2 separate regions of the Sus scrofa genome follow, and region 1 is linked to region 2. The links are chromatin contacts, called in public Hi-C maps. All regions are on one chromosome and are shown on one strand. The core of a region is the stretch at or near the end of the contact, and the rest is flanking DNA. Distances in the headings are between cores, read along the strand shown.

Region 1 (2,700 bases), core at 96-2,595, 150 kb after region 2:
ACGGGCGTAGGCAGGGAGAAAACGGGCCTGGGTGGGTGGTGCTGGCTGGGGGCCCTTCCCCCTTGGCAGGCCCCCCAGAATTGGCTCTGGTTCTGCCTGGACTCCCTGAGCGGGAGCATGACGAGCGGTGGTCAGTGGGCACACCGGTCCTGCAGCGCCTGCCGTGCGCGCAGCCCAGTCATGCCCAGTGGTTGTTAAGCACTTCCCACTGGTCCGCGTGATGGGTTTTACCAACAGGTATTTCCTTTTCACTTTCGAGGACACGAAAGTTGTCTGCAGTCCGAGAGCCAGTGCTCGCCCCCAGGCCAGTGTCCTTCCTGTCTCACCGTGGGCCTGCCTATCCTAGGGATGCTGCGGAGGCCACCGCAGGGGCCCGCACACCGGGTCTGCTCACAAATGCTCCAGACCGGCCGGTGCTGAGGGCCAAGGGGTGAGAAGTGGGCTTGAATCAGGGAGAGCTGGCTTTACAGAGGGGCTGCCTGGGCTCCCATCCCAGACAAGGGAATCTCCATTTCCCAGGTACATGGCACCTAGCTCAAAGGGGCTGTCTTGGGACCAAACCATCCAAAATCCCACCTACTTTTCTTTTCCTTTTTTTTTTTTTTTTTTGTCTTTTTAGGGCTACACCCGCGGCATGTGGAGGTTCTCAGGCTAGGGGTCCAATCGGAGCTGTACCGCCAGCGTATGCCAGAGCCACAGCATCGCGGGATCCAAGCCACGACTGCAACCTACACCACAGTTCACGGCAACGCCGGATCCCTAACCCACTGAGCGAGGCCAGGGATCGAACCCGCAACCTCGTGATTCCTAGTCGGATTCCTTTCCCCTGCGCCGCGACGGGAACTCCCCACCTACTTTTCCGAACTCCGTCGTTCCCCCTATCTCCCGTCCACCACTACTCCAGCCTTTTCCGGATTCCAGAAGGACCCCTCCGGTCTCCAGGCACCTGCACAGGTGGTCTCTCTTCCTGCCCCTGCAGTTTGCATGTCTGGCACCTCCTGCACTCAGGCCTCCCTCTGAGACCTTCCCGAAGCATTCCAGGGCAGGGGCCCCGGTGACCATCCGACCCAGCCCCCTCCCCCCAACACACCCCGCTTTTCCTGCTAGGCGCTCTTCCCCCAGGCGACAACGAGGGCAGCCCCGGTGAGTGCTCGAGGGGGAGTGGAGGAGGGTCGCCAACCGCGGGGCGGGAGCTGCGGGGAGTGCCCGCCCCCAGGCACAGGCAGCCTCAGGAGGGGCGGGGGGCCGAGCCGGCCAAAGTCCAGGTCCGCAGGGGCTGCGCAGAGCGCTACTTAAGCCTACGACCCGCCGCCGCCGGCCTCTAGCCCGCCGCCGGCCAAGGACAGGGACACCAGGTCAGTTGGCAGGACAGGTGGGGAGCCGGGGGCCGAGGGGACACCGAGCCCGGCGGCCTCGAGGCCGCCGCGGGACTGGCGGGCGCCGCAGCGCGCGGCCCTGGGATTTGTAGTAGGTCTCGGTTCCGCGAGAGGCTTGCGCGAGCCCGGGAGCGCGGCCCTGCGCGGAAACGGGGACTACATTTCCCAGAAGGCCAAGGAAGCGGGGGTCATCGGGAAAGCGCCCCGCCGGCGGCGCTTCATGGGCCGCCATGGGGGCCGGTTCTGCGGGCCGGGGGCTCCCGCGAGGCCCGCGCGGCAACCCCTGCAAGGCGGCCCGCGGCCGGGGGCTCCGGCGAGCGAGGACCATGCGGGACCCGGGGGCGGCGCCCGACTGCTGCGGGGGCTTCGGCAACCTGGACCTCAGGCAGGTACCGACCGCGCCGGCCGCTGGGCGGGAGAGGGCTCGCCAGGCCCTCCAGGTCCGCGGCTGGCCTCGCTGCCTCCGACTCCTGGGGGCGGGGCTGCCGTTACCAGGCGACGGGGCGGGGCGGGCCGGGGGCGGGGCTTCCGTTACCAGGCAACGGGGCGGGGCGGGGCGGGGCTGCGCGAGCCCTTGCGGGGAGGCGGCGCCCGGAGCCGCTGGAGCAGCCCCTTCTCTTCCGAGACCCGCACGAGAGGGGCGGCGCGGGGGGGGCCGGTGCCGGGGGCCCGCCGCCCCCGCGCTGTCCCGCCCGCGCTCGGAGCCGCCTCTGAGCCACTTCCTTCACCTGTCAGCGTCAGCGTCCTCCGTGGAGTCCCCAGAGGTCTCAGCTCCAGTCCAGTCCCCAGCCCAGCGGGTCCCGATTTAGAGCCAGGTGCAGAGACCTGGGACAAAAACCTCAGAGTTGAGCTCTGTTTCATTTGGGGGCCTTACTGAGGACTGTAGCCCAGGAAGCAGCCCCTCAGCAGCTCTGAGGGTCTGTCGGGAGAAGTAAGGGAGGGGCCGGGATCTCTAGGAGTTTTTGCTGGGACCCCCCCCCCCCCAGGGCAATCCCACATCAGAAGATGACTGCTGGGAGTTCCTGGGGTGGCCTAGCGGGGTAAAAACCGACACAGTGTTTGTGAAGATGTGGGTTGAACCCCTGGCCTCGCTCAGTGGGTTGAGGTCCAGCCTTGCCGCAAGCTGCAGCATAGGTCGCGGGTGTGGCTCCGATCCCACGTTGCTGTGGTTGTGGGGTAGGCCAGCAGCTGCGTCTCAGATGAGACCCCTCGCCTGGGAACTTCCATGTGCCACAGGAGCTGCTGCATAAAGAAAAAAAGATGACTGCTAGGCACCCAAAAAACCAGACACGTCACTCACGATTCGAGCGCTTTTCTTTGCACA
Region 2 (2,700 bases), core at 138-2,637:
GACTCAAAAAGGTGAAGTAAGTGGTTCCAGGTCACACAGCAAGCAGCTGAAAACCCGGACCGGCTGCCTGACTCTGAAGTAGGTGCTCTTTAGGCTTGACTCGCACGGGGAAAGATTTTCAGGAGAGTCACCAGATCCACAAGACTTCTGGGTGCTTGGCTCCTACTTGGGGTGGTGGGGCCAGGGGCGGCAGGATGCAGGGGGCCGAGAAGGGGGATCCCCCGTTCCCCAGCATTAATTCATCTGGAGTGCCATGCTGGGAGATCCTTGAGCAGGGCCACTGGGGGGACAGATGTGGTTTGGATATCCCGGCCCTGGCCACCCCGGTTCTGGGTAATTTTCCACAGCAGCTACTTCTGGGAGGGGCACAAAGAGCCCTGCGTGTCTAGGCTGAACCCCCGGGACTTGGACCTCCAAGGCCTCTCGTGGCCCGAGCACCCCGCCCCTCCAGTCCAAAGTGTTCCACTCCTTTTACCCCCTCGGAGGGTGTGCAGTCTGAGCGAAGCAGGACTCAGGATGGCTGCACTCCCCCGAGGCGGGGGTCGTCTCCGTGGCTGCCCTCTCGCACAGGCAGCCTTCCCACTTCCAGAACCTGAATGTTAGTTCTGGCTTACTCAGACCGCCTCCCCCGCCGCCCAGCTCCGCCCCCAACCCACAGGACCTCCCTCCCCAGCCGGGCTGCCTCCTCGGACCTGGCCCTCCACGTGTCATGACCTAGGGCAAGGTGGCCCGGGTCTAAAGCAGTCTGCCCCTTCCTCATCCCGACTGCTCCTGGGGACAGGTACCAAGATGGGGGTCAGATAGCCCCAGGCCCCAGCCCTGTTGCTGCCCTGAGTGGCTGTGACCTTGTGCAGGTGTCATCAAGGCGGTCACAGCTGAGGAAACCGAGGCACACAGTGCTGACGTAACGGGCCCCGAGGCCGCACAGCGGGTCTTAGAGCTTGAACTTGGGTGGTCTGTCTTCTAAAGAGCCAGACCACGGATGTGGGTTTTGTAGGGTCACCTCCCTCCCTCCCCAGGTCCGGAGATCTCTGGGAGGGACCCAGTCCTGCGGCTTCCACTCGGCCCCCTCGCTTGGTGCTGGAGAGGCCGGGGTCTGCCCCAGCCCCGCAGGAGTCGGCACCCCACTTGGATGGAGGGGCCGGCGCGGCGGGTGTGCGGGACAGACGCGGCCGGGATCTCGGCTTTCCCCAGGTGGGGCGGGCCCGTCCGCTGGGGGCGGAGCCTCCCCGCAAGTCCAGGCCCCGCCCCGCCCCGCCCGCAGAGCCGCCGCGGGGGAACCCAGTTTCCGAGGAACTTTTCTCGGGCGCCGGGCCCCACCGAGGCCAGGGCGTGACGCGAACGCGCAGAGCGGCTGCGGCGGTCCCGGCGGGCCGCCGGGAGGAGGCGACTGCGCCATGGACGAGCCGCCCTTCACAGAGGCAGCCTTGGAGCAGGCGCTGGCCGAGCCATGCGAGCTGGACGCGGCGCTGCTGACCGACATCGAAGGTGCGTCAGGGACCCACCGGGCTCCGCGCAAGTGCGGCGCGCAGGCTGCGTTCGCCTTTGTCTCTTGGGTGGCGGGGGATGCGGGCGCCGGGGGCGCGGGGTGCGGGCGCGGAGCGGGGGCCGGGGCGCTGACTCCTTGCGGGGCGCTCGGGGCGCTCCGCGTCCCTGGGCCGAGCGCCGCCGGCCTCGCTGTCCTGTCCGCGCGGACCCTCCCGCGCCCGCCCTGGAGTCTCGGGCCGCGCCGGGTCCTGGGAGGCCCGGCACCGGGCACGTGCGCCTCCGGCCGTCCCGGGCCGCGCCCCGCGACCTGTGAAGCCTCAGCCCAGAGGCGGCCTCGGCGGGAGCCTGGGATCCGGGCGTCGCCGAGGCCCCGCCCCCGCTCAGCCGTGACGTCAGCGGGAGGTTACTCTCGGTCATTCCCTCCGGCCCGAGAGTTCAGCTCGGCGCTGGAGCCCTCGCGCATGCGCGCAGGCGTCCTCCCGCCCTTGCCCGCCCGCGTCCGGTTCTCGCAGCCGGCGTGGGCACGCATTTATCGAGCCTCCGCTGAATATCAGGCCCCGTCCCAGGCACCAGGGGTTCACAGACAAACCTGGGCCCCCCTTTTCTTGGGAGCACAAAAATCCCCAGGGAAACCCATACGTGGATGTTTAGTTACACCTTGTGGTAGCTCAGGGGCTGGGCAGCAGCTTCGTGGGGATCGGTGGGGTGAGACCTGTGGGTCATCCCGGACCAGCCAGGAAGGATGTCGTCCGGCAAGCATGGCGAGGACTTAGAGATGCCCGGGAGGTGAGGCTAGGCAGGTTGGCCGAGGGAGGTCGGCCAAGGAGAGGAGGGGGCAGCTGCGCCGCTCACTTAGCTGTGGAAGCACCGCTCTGGTTGTTCTGCAGAGAAGGCGCAGCAGGGACAGTTGGGAGGCTGTTGCCTGGCTGTGCAGCACGCAGTCCCAGGCCCTAGCGAGTTGCCTCCATGGTTGCTGGGCAGTTTCGGCCACGCTGGCTTCCTTGCTGTCGGTTGATGAGAAAACAGGGCAAGAGCACAGGACTCAAACCTCCCACAACCTGGATGCACGTGTCCTTGGAGCCTGTGGCCCCCCCGGGTATCACATGCCTGCTTCTCTCCTTGGTCCCACCAAGCACGGGCCCGCCTGAGAAACCACAGCTCAAGCCTGCTTACAGCCCCGGGGGTTAGCAAAATGGACAGAGCTAAGCCCCC

What was found. Hi-C and Micro-C count contacts between places; a contact is called where the count stands out from the background.
Region 1: a contact with region 2 is called in a Hi-C map of liver, with 2.6 times the contacts expected there. The contact joins the promoter of PEMT here to the promoter of SREBF1 in region 2. A contact is called at or near these places in 2 of 5 promoter capture datasets (both in liver), 1 of 47 Hi-C or Micro-C datasets (liver) and 1 of 2 datasets of contacts at active chromatin or transcription factors (alveolar macrophages).

The regions. Positions count from the first base shown.
Region 1 is chr12:60,879,022-60,881,721 of Sscrofa11.1, forward strand. It overlaps PEMT (phosphatidylethanolamine N-methyltransferase), which reads left to right and starts at 1,346. Exons shown (of 7, transcript NM_214365.1): 1 at 1,346-1,355.
Region 2 is chr12:60,732,580-60,735,279 of Sscrofa11.1, forward strand. SREBF1 (sterol regulatory element binding transcription factor 1) reads left to right here and starts at 1,388. Exons shown (of 19, transcript NM_214157.1): 1 at 1,388-1,488. The coding sequence starts at 1,398.